2 separate regions of the Mus musculus genome follow, and region 2 is linked to region 1. Evidence: chromatin contacts called from public HiChIP or PLAC-seq data. All regions are on one chromosome and are shown on one strand. The core of a region is the stretch at or near the end of the contact, and the rest is flanking DNA. Distances in the headings are between cores, read along the strand shown.

Evidence for each region. HiChIP or PLAC-seq counts read pairs in DNA pulled down with a chosen protein or histone mark.
Region 2: a contact with region 1 is called in a RAD21 HiChIP or PLAC-seq map of pro-B cells, with 21 times the contacts expected there. The contact joins two enhancer-like sites. A contact is called at or near these places in 1 of 39 promoter capture datasets (the C10 cell line), 1 of 15 datasets of contacts at CTCF or cohesin (pro-B cells), 30 of 484 Hi-C or Micro-C datasets (B cells, the Ba/F3 cell line, the CH12 cell line and 19 more) and 2 of 115 datasets of contacts at active chromatin or transcription factors (astrocytes and large pre-B cells).

Annotation. Positions count from the first base shown.
Region 1 is chr8:81,063,988-81,070,499 of GRCm38.p6, forward strand. No RefSeq gene overlaps it. Among named protein-coding and RNA genes, the nearest start is that of Gm9725, 35 kb to the left of the region's middle. Within about 2 kb of position 2,969, at least 4 of the 459 cell types and tissues checked have an H3K27ac peak or open chromatin away from gene starts, as enhancers often do. A contact at or near this core is called in pro-B cells, where this site is marked.
Region 2 is chr8:81,809,580-81,816,091 of GRCm38.p6, forward strand. All of the region lies in intron 7 of Inpp4b (inositol polyphosphate-4-phosphatase, type II), which reads left to right. Among named protein-coding and RNA genes, the nearest start is that of Gm25267, 340 kb to the right of the region's middle. Within about 2 kb of position 2,597, at least 48 of the 459 cell types and tissues checked have an H3K27ac peak or open chromatin away from gene starts, as enhancers often do. A contact at or near this core is called in pro-B cells, where this site is marked.

The sequences.
Region 1 (6,512 bases), core at 1,719-4,218:
GGCAGCCTCTGCCCAGAGGCTCCTCTATATGGAAAGAGTAAACCAGAGGATGCCTGTTGGTGTGTAATGAAGGTGGATTCAGGAGTCCAAGGAGAGACAGAGTTGATTGGGAAAGACGCTGTCTAGCTGATCGGCCTCTTGTTCACAGGACTGGAGCTGATTTCCAGGTCTTCTTAGGGCATGGTTATAATAGTGATCCAACAGGTCCCCTGGACTTATCTCTGACAGATTCCATTCATTAACTCTACAAGATGAGTCAAATGCATGCTGTGAGCTGCACAATCTTCTAGAGGTTTGTGATACAGGAGTGAAGAGAGAAGTAATCATTTCTTCCTTTCTAACAACTAAGCTTTAGCGGGAAGACAGATAACAACCAAATGGAAATTGTAAAATTTTATGGAGGGCATTTGAAGCCCTGAGAGCAGTTGGTGCAGAGGCCCAGGAGTTGGAGGGAAGAATTTCTTGTTTTCACTTTAAGAATGAGATAGGGACCAGAGAGGTTCCTCAGCAGTGCAAACATTTGCTTGTGAAAAGACACAGGTTCAGTTATCAGCACCCACATGGCTATAGACACTGCATGCATGTAGTGTACACACATATATACTCATGTAGACACATCAAATAACAATTTTTAAAAGAAGGAGATACAATATACACAGTACTAAAGTTTCCTCCTCTATCACCTTCATGTCTTTGCCATATAATGTCATGCCATCCCCTGGAGAAAAGCACTCACTGCCGTGCATCTTCATAGCATCAGTAAGGATCATGGCTCAGTTTAAGCAGCTGGTATACACTGAGAGACCAAAGGAGGGCAGGCTCTGGAACCGATCGGTTAGTGAAGAGGTTCAAGGTAGCTCTGTTAGGATGGCTCCAAGCCAAGCAAGAACCCAGGCATCTCTTGAAGGTGGAACAATCCATGTGTTACCACCACCAGGAGTCCAATGCCAGGCACTGAAGAATACATAGAACAAATGAAGCTCCCACCCTCAGGAGACCCAGAGCTGAGGACACCATAGCCCGGGTGTACAGGATGGTTCTGAGGCGTACAGGACGGCTCTCTCGCAGGCTTACAGGATGGCTCTTTATTCTGTTTTTTTGTTTTTGTTTTTGTTTATTTGTTTTGTTTTTAAAAGTCTATCTAGCCTGACTAATGAGGCTATTTATTGACATTTGAACAAGAGCCTCCTCTTCTCAGGGCGTCCATTCTCTCCTTATAGTCCTAGCTGAGTTTTATTCACATGTAAATTCCCTGAGGGACAGGGATAATTCCCACTGTCACTGTTTGCCCAGGTCCCAAGCATGACTCTTGGAATCCCCTGGAACCTGACAGAAGAAAGGCTTACATGCCAGTCTAGCCACACGTGTGAATTCAGACTTATACAGTGCCTTCTTGCCTTGTTGCTGGTTAGAAAGACTGGAAATGTATGGGGACATGAGAAGAGAGAGGAGTCCCTCACAGAGGAACCTGGCCAGTAGAGAAACAAGAATTTTAGCACGACTAACAGCTACTTAAGTCCTGCATTCCTTCCTAGGAATTCCCTTCAGGTATCCCAGCAGAAAGGCCATTTACAGGGAGAGTACATGTTCTAAACCCGTTGTGCAAACCTAGTTAGTTTTGCTTTTACCTTATCTTGTAATTCTTGATCCATCTCACTTGTCACATTGAGAGAAAGAGAGAGAGAGAGGAAATGGTTTCTTAGTCACTGAGAGGTAGCTTGAGAGCCACTGAAATAACATGTATGAGTTGGATATATTATAAATAGATGCACTTGGATATGTCTTTCTTTATGATTGCCTCTTATTCTCCTAACCCTTATGCTTAAAATCTGGATTATGTTATCTTTAATGGAAACTCCCAACTCTACTAGGCTTGATATTGTTATATTATTATTATTATTATTATTATTATTATTATTATTATTATTATTATTATTATTATTGTTATATCACTATTTCATTTGAGCCATGAATCCCACTTTGGCCTGAGTCAAGGTCCTTGAAGATTAGGGGGCTCCTCAGGCGGCTCAGAATGGTGGTGTGTATGCCTCTGAGTCTCTCTGTCCTCTCATAACTCAACAGCCCATTTGGCTGTTGTCTACCTGATCAGGGCTCCTGCCCTCCTAAGCCTGTTAACACAAGCACCTTCAAGTTCTCCAAGGGAAGGTATAATTATTGTAGGATTTAATAACTTTTAAAAGTTTTCCCCACAACATAGGCTGTTTTGAAGAAGAGTCAGTAGAGAAAACAAACAAACAAACAAACAAAAAAACTAAAGTTGTCCACTGACCTTTTGACACCTCTTGTGAACATGGTATAATTTATACCTCACATAATATTCTTTTACCAAAGAATCCTCTAATAAGGTCTGAGCTTAGCTACTTTGCAGTTTGTCACCAGAAGCAAATGATACAGATTTTGTGTGTTGTGTGTTTTCTTAATAAAATCCTATATCTATGTTTGTGCCTCCTTAGGTTAGTTTTCTATCAGTACAATAGCAAGTCACCACAAACTCTAAGACAGAAGATAACACACATTATCTATTTTCTCTCAGCTGTAGACTGGAGTCTGACCAATGGGTCTCATTGGGCTGGCAGAACCAGGTTCCTTTCTGAAAGCTTTAGTCTAGAAGACAATGTCTTCTTGCTTTTCCTGTGTCAGACATCATCTGCATGGCTAACTCCTAGAACTCTTTCCCCATGTTCAAAACCCACATGTCTATGTGACCTCCTTCATCATTGTCTTTTTTTAAATATGGCAGAGATCGATCTGGGTCTGCCTGAATAATCCAGGTGATTTTTGCTTGTATGTGACCAAGTATCCTAAGTCACATTTTCAAAGTCTCTTTGTCCTGTGTGGTGGTTTGAATGAAAGTGTCCCCATAAGTTCATAGGAAGGGGCGCTAATAGGAAGTAGGCATGGCCTTGTTGGAGGAAGTGTGTCACTGGATGGGGGAGGGAGGGAGGAGGAGAGTTGGCTTTGAGGTTTCAAAGCTCTAGACAGGCCCAGTGGCTCACTCTCTCTTCCTGCTGCATACTGATTCAGATGTAAAATTTTCAGTTCCCTCTCCAGCTTCACATCTGTCTGCAGGCCACCATGCTTCCCACCGTGATGAAATGGACTAAACTTCTGAACTGTAAGCCAGCCCCAATGAAATGCTTTCCTTTATAAGAGTTGCCATGGCCAAGATCCTAAGACAGCATGGAAGATGGCATAGTCAGATTCCAGGGGTGATGACATGGATATTTTAAGGCCCTTATTTTGTTTACCTACCTACCTTTCTCTAAAAGCTAATGTGAAATAAAACTGGATACCTATAAATTCTGTGCAGATATCTTTCTGCTTCTAGTTTCAATATATATGCATGTCTCTGTAAATAAAGAAAAAAGTCCTCATTTTACACTTCAAATAAAGAGAAAAAAATTTAATTTTGACTCTAAGGCGCTTCTCTTCCATCATTCTCATTTCTCCCTCCCTCCTTTCCTTTCTGCCTCTTAAAGAAAGAGAAGCGATGTGACTAGCCGGGTGTGTGGTTACCCAGTTTTTCTTCTTTTCTGCTGGTAACAAAGGTAAGCGACCTTTCCACTTCTACTTCTCTTGTACCCTAGTAGAGTTAGCATCCAGACCTGCCTGACTCAGGGGTGAATACAAGAACTCTCCAGTGAGCAGTTTCCTGCTGTGCATGAAACCTAAGTTAATCAGGTCTCTTCCTTGCAATGTTTTCTCTTCTCTATGAATCACAGCTGCCAGTCTCCACACTACAGCTTAGACTGAGATGGTCCTGAACCTGGGAATGGTAATCCCAATGGGTTGCCTAGCTCGTGTCAGGGTGGGCTTAGATCTTGTTTGACTTGCAGCCATGCAGATTTCTAGTCAATAAATCTATTGTTAACCTAACCTAGTTTAAGTATTGTTTCTTGCTCTGAATGGTGGTATACACTTTTAGTCCAAGCACTCAGGCAGGTGGATCTCTGACTTTGAGGCCAGAATTGTTTCTTGCAAATAAGAATGGTCTCAACTCATACCAGTTCTTCTCCTTCTCCCAACCATACCTGTTCCTAGGTTTCTCCATGATTTTGCTAATTCATCAAATTCTAATCTAAAATCAGGGATATCTGTTGTGGAAAGAAAGACCAAGAAATTGGCCTTTCTGACATTGCTTATGCTAATTCATGGGAACACACTGGAAATTTTCACTCCACATTATACTGTTTGTTTTTGGATTACACAATTCAGCTAATTAGAGAGGTTTACATACAGATGCTGGCAATCCTGTTAGTACAATGGCGGCACGATTGACATCTGAATACTTAATTTGTTTCTATGACCAAATTTCTGGAGTAAAAGTAAAATCTTTAAAATGAAATATTTTCATTTTTACTTTGCTTCTGGAACTAATGTATTCTCAACGAAATCTTCAAAGCCAATTTATTCTAAATTCAAATCACTCAGTGCATCGTAGTTTGCAAAGTTCAGTAGGCTGTATAAAAACATTCTAGCCACAGCTCCCCCACAATACTCTGATTCAAGCACATATACAGTTTCACTTTGTAATCTGTCTGCTCATGAGCATAGTTCTGAGACTCAGAAAACTGCTTATATTTTCCAGGTCTATGAGTAGAGGCCTGACATGTACTTCCAATGAGAGAAAAGTGCAGCTCTTTGGGGGAGGGGTTAGAAGAATGCCTTCTGGCTTCTAAGGCCAGTAGGCTTATAAGGTCGGTCAGCCTCTCTATTTATGTTAAGAATGCAGTCCAGCCAGTTTTTAAGCCAAGTTTACTGAGCAGTAGGTCTGCTCTGTCTTTGTGAAATCATCACAGCAGTGCTCCCTCTTGCTCTGGAAATATTAAAGCATAAAGCAAGTGTAGCAGGTTGCTAAGGAGCCCGCAGCATCACGTGTTGCAGAACTCAACTGAGGCTTCAACCCCTTTGCCAGACGGGACACACAGTTCACTTTTAATATAGAGAATCAGAACTGGAGTTCTCCAGTCCTTATAAGGGTGTCACTATGTCTCAACACAAATGTATTTTTATTAATCTTTATTAATTCAGTTTTGTTATTGCTTACGGTTTAAATTTTTTCCCCTGTTGCTGTGATAAAATACTCTGACAAAATCAACTTATGGGGGAAAAGGTTTATTCTGGATCACAGGTCCTTTCTGTCTGCCTTTATATGTCAAGTGCCTCAAAAGTGCCGTAGTCAGAATATGGAAAGTGCCCACAGGCACATGCATTTGAACACTTCTCTCTGATTGGTGCAGAAGGTTGAGAAGGCTGTGGAATACTTGGGATGTGGAGCTTTGCTGGAAGAAATGGGTCACAGGGGCTGGATCTTGAGGCTTGACAGCCCAGCCCTGCTTCTTATTTACTCTCTGCCTCCTGCATGCAGATGTGATGTGACCAGCATGCTCCCTGCTCTTACTGTCACACCTTCTCTGCTTGCTGGGCATTTGGACTGTGCCATAGCCCTTAATCAGGACTTGTCTGGATATTTTTCTATTCCTAAGTTAAAAGTACTTCTCTGGTAAGCAAGATGCTTCAGAATCGGAGAGAAAAAGTGAGATGCTTGTGCTATGAGAGAGTGGGAAGGTGTGATATGAAACTTGTATCGCTTGCCAAAGAGGAAACTGCCTGTCTTGGATGGTCTCCATTTCTGGCTCCTCCTCCTCCCTGCTATCTGTATTGCAGGGATCACAGCGAGCCAGTCTGGAGAATACTGATGAGGACAAAAGTCTTGAGGTAATGGAGCAAGAAGAAGGAAGCTGGGTCTCCAATGACCTCATGGAACTAAGTGTCTCACGAATCTAGACTTCTTGCTTTTCTTTTTGAGGGAAAATAAGCTTTTATCTTATTAAAGCCATTATTTTAGAGATTTTTTTCCATAACAGCATAGATTCTTCTTTAACTAATGTAATGATGAAAGCACTCTTCCTCTGTCTGAGCATGAGAGTTCATGGGGGAGAACTGAGAGGCTGGGAGCATGGAACCAGCTGAGTACAGCAGACTTCCTTTCCAGGGCTGCCCTTAACTAGGGCTGAGGATAACTCTAGGCTTCCAGGGAAAAGTTCTTGACTATTACATGGTACTAGCTAGTTTAGTTCTGAGGTTAGATGAGTTGTTATTTTAAGATGATGGAAAAATTAGCTTAGTTGTGAATGTTACACAAATGACAGGAAGGAACCAGACTAATAATATTTCAAAGGGCTGGGGGGGGGCTACAATTATTTGATAAAAGTTATACTTTATTCAGTTTCTTTAAAAAATGCAATGGTTACTTATAAACTTGGAAACAATATGACTGAAAAGTAATAAATATTGAAGGGAATGTAAATTAAACAAATTACAAGATTAACTAAACTGAGAGCTAATTACTCCGAACTAGTCACAAGATAAAAGTTACAATGAAATAATAATAGAAATTAAAGCGTACGGATAACGACATGTAAGATTAAATTATAAAAGTAGCAACTACTACAGCTTTGCTTTAGTGGGTTGGATAAAGCTTGAACAAA
Region 2 (6,512 bases), core at 1,347-3,846, 750 kb after region 1:
TGTTATGAGCTTCTGGGCTAATATCCAATTTTCAGTGAGTGCATATCATGTGTGTTCTTTTGTGATTGGGTTACCTCACTTTAGATGATATCCTCCAGATCCATCTATTTGTGTTAATATTTCATAAGTCCATTGTTTTTAATAGCTGAGTAGTACTCCATTGTGTAAATGTACTACATTTTCTGTATCTATTCCTCTGTTGAGGGGCATCTGGGTTCTTTCCAGCTTCTGGCTATTATAAATAAGGCTGCTATGAACATAGTGGAGCATGTGTCCTTATTACAAGTTGGAACATCTTCTGGGTATATGCTCAGGAGATGTATTGCTGGATCTTCAGGTAACACTATGTCCAGCTTTCTGAGGAACCACCAGACTGATTTCCAGAGTGGTTGTACCAGCTTGCAATCACCAACAGCGGAGGACTGTTCCTCTTTCTCCACATCCTGGTCAACATCTGGTGTCATCTGAGCTTTTGATCTTAGCTATTCTGACTGGTGTGAGATGGAATCTCAGGGTTGTTTTGATTTGCATTTCCCTGATGATTAAGGATGTTGAACTTTTTTTTTTTTTAGGTAATTCTCACCTATTCGATATTCCTCAATTGAGAATTCTTTGTTTAGCTTTGTATCCCATTTTTTAATAAGGTTGTATGCTTCCGTTCTTACTGGATACTTCCATGTCTGTCTCCATTCTTACTGGTCACTTCCATGCTCTCTGTTCATGCATAGGAGTGCCTGGCAAAGCAGGGATGGGAGAGAAGACATTTTACCATGTTTATGCTTTTTGAGTTTTAAAGGCAACAAGAAGCACACATTTTGGTTAGGACCTGTTTCAACAAGATCCCTTTCTGTGAGGCATTGCTGCTCTAATGGGTATACATCTCAACCTATTGTCAGGAGTGATTGCAACTAGAGAGTCTTGATATGAAAATTAACTTAGAGTTTGCATAATACAGAAGATCTGCTCTAAATATCCATGTTTCCCAGGGTATCTCCCATATTCTTTTTAAAGGTTTGACTGTCAGGGTAGTTTTTAAAGTACTTTGCATATTTTATAGGTGCAAAGAATTTCTGCAGGAACATTACTGGCATTGAAGCTTGAATTCTGAGTTCAAGTCCCAGGGTTTCTTCCATTCTACCAAAAGGTTAAGCAAATGTTAGGTATGTGAAGTAAAGACAGTGGCAACTACTCTAACTCTCTAGGAGAGTTATCACAGTCCTCCTGCCCAGGGAGAAGGCAACCACACTACCTATCTGAATACAGTATTTAAAGGAATCATTTATTATGCCAGAAGCTCCTGTGGCTCTAGAAAATGTCAAATGAGCCCTTTAAATTGACATTGAGGTCCCAGGCAACAGAAGGGAGACAACAGGAAACACTACCAACACTTGGACTTTGGAAGGAAATGACCAGTGGAGTTGGCTTTAACTGATATCCAATGAGTGTTGGCAGTAACCCTGGCTGAGGCCTGAGAGCAAAGACTTCACATAGGGAGCAGGAAAGGCTGGCCCAGGGGTGGCCCTAGCAGGTTTGGAATAGTGCTGCAGCGCTGGAAATACTGCCAGGTGGTCTCAGCGCCACTGCAGGGAGGACAGGCAGAAGGGTGATCAGTGAGAGAGAGAGACAGCATCTTTCAGTGTTTACAGACGTTCCCTATTAAGAAAGCCTAAAGAAGAAACAGTTGTGACAGTGGAAACATAATCTGGGGAGTCTCAGGCCCTTCTTTCCATTCTGGACTTGGAGCTTAGATTGAGAAGATTGGTAAAATGCTTTGCAACAAGAAATGCAAATTTAATCTTGAGAGTAAAACCATAATTTTGTAAGCATTAACATTCTAGCTCTCTTAAATCTTGAAAAAATAACAGTGGAATAGGTATTCTTAAATGACTTCAATGTTGTCAGAAAGGTTCCCAATAGTACTTAACCAGTGTTTACATCACATGAGGTCTACTCATGGTTGAGGCTCAATGGCTTGTGAGTAATATGCTTATTTTGCTATTATAAAGTAGTGATAAATACATTAATGAGGGTGTAACAGTTATGGAAAATATTTTATAATACCAGATTGATAGAGTGATTTCTATATTCCTTTTTACTCCCATGCATTTTCTTCAAAGACATTGTAAGAAATTATTGAATATTTTCAGAAACTATTAATGATATAAAGAAGCCTGTGCTTCACATGTTTTAGAGAACTGGTCTTTTGTCTCTGTAAGAGATAAGAACCAATCCCTGTGACTGCTAGTCTAAATCTTGCTGTCTTTCTAAGTAGTTTGATGATAGTCCTTTGACTCAGCTAAAGATCTGCAGGATCGTGTGGTGCTAAATTGCTATGAAAAAGTAGATCTGGATTCCTAGCAACCTTGCTTACAGGGAGAGAGAAAGAGAGGAGGGAAGGTGGATGGAGGGAGGGAGGGAGGGAAGGAGGGAGGGTGGAGGGAGGGAAACTGTGAAAATAACATCCCTTTTTACAATAGATTTCTTTTTCCTTTGATTTGGGAAATGGTCCTGCAATGTTCCTTTCATCTTCTGTGCTGGTCATTCTTGTTGTCTGGGATTACCTCCACTAAGAGGCCTGTCTTCTGTGATGTCGGAGTTTCTATTGAAATAAAGATATGTAGCTGATAATTGACTGGGAGTTAATTTATTTAAACACAGATTGTAAACAAGTGGCTATCGCCATGACGATCTTGGCTACTAGACAGAGTATGCAGCTAAGCTAATAAACAGACAAATGTAGCAGGAGTCTGGCAGGGAAACAACAAATCTTTCTTGCTGAAGGGAAGAAGTTGTAAAAAAAAATTGAAAAAATAAAATAAAAAACCCTGGAAAACTCACAGCTGCTCCACTCCTGATGCTGGCAAGGCTGAGAGCTAAATACCAGCTTCTTCAGCAACCCTTCAGTTTGCAGCATCCCCAGGCTGTGAATGTTTTTTAGCCCCTTTGAGCACCAACAGAGTAGCTTTGCCTGGGAGGAGGCAGTGAAGAGAACTCTGGGGGCTCAGGGGACAATATGGCTTTACTCTGGTGACCTGCTGTGGCCTTACAGGGAACTGCTCTTTTGTGGATTCCTTACTAGAGATATTTTAGGCATAGCTGTCCTGAGTCAGGCCACTTCTGGTCTGCAGGCAGGAAGTATTACTGCTTGAATTAGCCCATCATCAAACTCCTGTTTAGAAAGATGAAGTTAGTTCTTATATTCTAGATTGACACTTGTGAATTATTTGAACAGGGCCCTGGCTCATTGGGGAAAAAAAAATGTGTCTCTTATGCCTAACATTCTGGGTTAACCCCAGTATTGCAAAGGAAAGTAAGAAAGAGATAGATATTCAAAAGGCCTTCCATCTACTGATTCCATGCTTCTCCTCCATCATTCTCTGCTGGTGATGGATGCAAACCTGATTTTAACTCCTAATTGATTACTAATCTGATTTATCCTGTAAAGGAAAATATTTCAGAAATACCTTTTTTTTGATCAAACCTTATCTTGGCACATCTGTATGCTAATGCCTTGAGTTCTTTAAGTAGGTGAATATTGCCACGTTATTTTCACCTTCAGTCAAAACAATTAATAGAAAATAATTGACTTATGATTGATGAATGTACAGACTTTCTGGTATCCCCTCGGGAAACAGGGGTAGGGTGGGTCTCAACCCTCTGCTGTATCATAAGCTAAGACTTCAGGATGGAAGACTATTATTCCCAAGATGGACCTAAGAGTATCTTTGCTTTCCATGGTCTTTTACAGTCACATAATTGTGCCTGTTGCTTCATAATTAAAGGACAGCATTTGGAGTTATGGTGTTTCTCATGTCCTGTTAACCTTCTCAGAATCACAGGTCTCTGTACCCTCCATGTCAAATTAAGGGATGAAATTTCAGACTTCTTCCTGGGTTCATTTGCCCAAGAGTGAGTCCAAGTTCGAATTTTCCATTTCTCCCTATGCTTTCCATCTGTCTGTAGTTTGTAGCTGGCCTTTCTGTAACCTGTCTGTGTTTGCTCTGAGTGAGTCTCTTAACAAAAACTTTGTTCTCCGGTTATTGGACGGCAGAGAGACTACCACATGGGAGAGGAATGATGCTTTACAGAAATCTTTAACAGTTGCTTTTTAAACAAGGGATTAAGTTATTTACTTCAACTGACCCCAAAGAACTCACTACTGCAAACATTGTGTTATCAAGCATCTTCCATATGCTTTCCCCAATATTTATGGTAGATATTTGTTGGATAAGGTCAATTTCACTCTGTCTGCTGTTTTCAGCAAACTATTACCATAACACTCACACATATCCATATGCATTGCTCTCTGGGTCAGGGACATAGATGAATACACAATTTAAAATTAAAATTAGTCATTAGCTTAGGTGGTAGAGCTGATTACACAGAGGAATCCAGGCAGGTAAGGCTGGTGGTTCCCAGGGTCTCTTAATGGCAGGTTAAACAAACAACTGAGAACCCAATGGGATAGCAGTCTTAAATCGTAAGTGAACTCATAGTGTAGTATTAACTCTGGCTGTGAGGTCTAGAAAAAAGTGTCAGTCTCTTAGAACACAAGAGATTTAAAAAAAATATAACACCTCACAGTCGTCTCCTCTTTCATTTCGCTAAAGGTACTGATAAATTATTGTGACATATAAAGAGGATAGTGAACCTCAAACTAGGACTTGGAACCCTGCTTCTCTGTGTTTTCTGGGAGATACTCCCATTTTTATTAACCACCCTTGTTTAAGTATAGCTAAATCAAGGTGAAAGTATTCATCAGTTTCAATCTTCCCCAGTGTCATAGTGCTTTGTATTTCCATTGCAGTTGTCTATGTTCATGATACCAGAAAATTGTTGTAGTGCTTCATTCAGAATGTATTTATTTGGATAGTTCTATTAATGGATCATTTAAATAAATTTTATTGAAATTTACTAACTTTCGTCTTAAGTTTCTCAAATTGACAATTGAGTGACAATAGCAGCATCTATCTTAGTGCATATAAAAATAAAAAGGTTAATTTTATTGGACACTTCCCTACCCCGGAAGATGTGCAAGTAAGTATTTAATTTACTTTCTCCAATCTTTATTGTGTGTGTCAGACAGCTTTCAGCCCTGCCTGGTTTCCCTTGTATCTGCAGACGAAAGACACACACATTAGCTTATTTTTGATGTGCTTTAGCTCAATGGCCGGGTTTGCTAAGCCTTCCTTGGCTATTGTGCTCTTCTTTACATTCTCAGCTCAACACCTCCAAATCTGCCCTCAACTTTGGTTGCTAAGTTACTTTTAGTCCTAGCTCAGTACCCTAAATCTGCCCTCAGCTCATTGCTCTCTAATTTCCTGCCTGCTACCCCAGGCCCAGTCACAGAAGCAGCAGAGGGCCATTCCACTTGAGATCTCACGTGGCTAGTGGCTCTTTCTCCTTCCTTTGCATCTGCTAGCCTGCCAGTGGGAAAACTGGAAGTCCGACCTATGCTGCCCAGCTCCTTGGCTGCTAGCATTTTTAATGATGGATCAAGAACCAATTGGGGAACAGGATCTTCAGTGTTCCCAAGCAGATACCAGATCAAAGAAAGCATCAAAACAACCCTGTACAAAGGAGACCTGAGACTTCTCAGAAGGCTACATGCTGACAGGTGATAGTACCTCTCATAGAGGAAAACTAAGGACCAGGGTTTTTCTCAGAGCACTGGCCAAATAAGGTTAATCAAGTGTTTTGAATATATGTAGTATTTTCTTCTGAAAACTGAAATCACGTGTGTTCTCATTTTTTTACAACTCTCATATTTACACAGCAGAAAGTTGAAGAATTCCCATTCCAGAAGACAGGAACAAGGTAGATATTCAATATGTACTTGTGAATATTAATTAAATTTGAAAGTTAAGTAACATACACTTTTATATAGCTCCCACTTAACTTGTTCCCTTTTTCCAAAGAAAACCATTATTTACCATAGAAGTTTGTAATAGAGTGGCATTTATGATGGAATCAGATGAAGGGAAATGTCATTAGTCAACCTATTTTTATCATATTAAAGATTAATTGGTTAGCAAGGCACTTTCAGACTACACATTACTTTAAAGACAGGTTGTTTTAATATTTCTACAAGGGAGGACTGGGCTTCATGTTCACAAAGTGAAATAGAAAATTAAAGCAATTGCAGATTTCCAAGCAAGCCTGGCATCTAATGAAATCCAGATGAGCTGTGAAATTGAACCTGGTCAATGGGAGAATAAATGGCTCCAGGTGCACGTTCCCTGAGTCAGATTCAGACGATTCTGATTGAGGGAAGTTGTTCTCCTCTTGGACTGTCCTAATCCCGCATTTAAGCTACCCAGTGTACCAGTTTATGACTTGAAACGTGGGCTCTGATTTCAGCAAATAGTGATTTAGATAGCAGTGACTTGCTTTACTAGGTATTTCTCCAATTTTTTTAAATTTGCTGAGTTGTGAGAACAGAAATCATATTTAGGAAAGCACATTTTTCTTTAACAGATCCAAAATCTGCCTTTTAACGTTTTATAAATGCA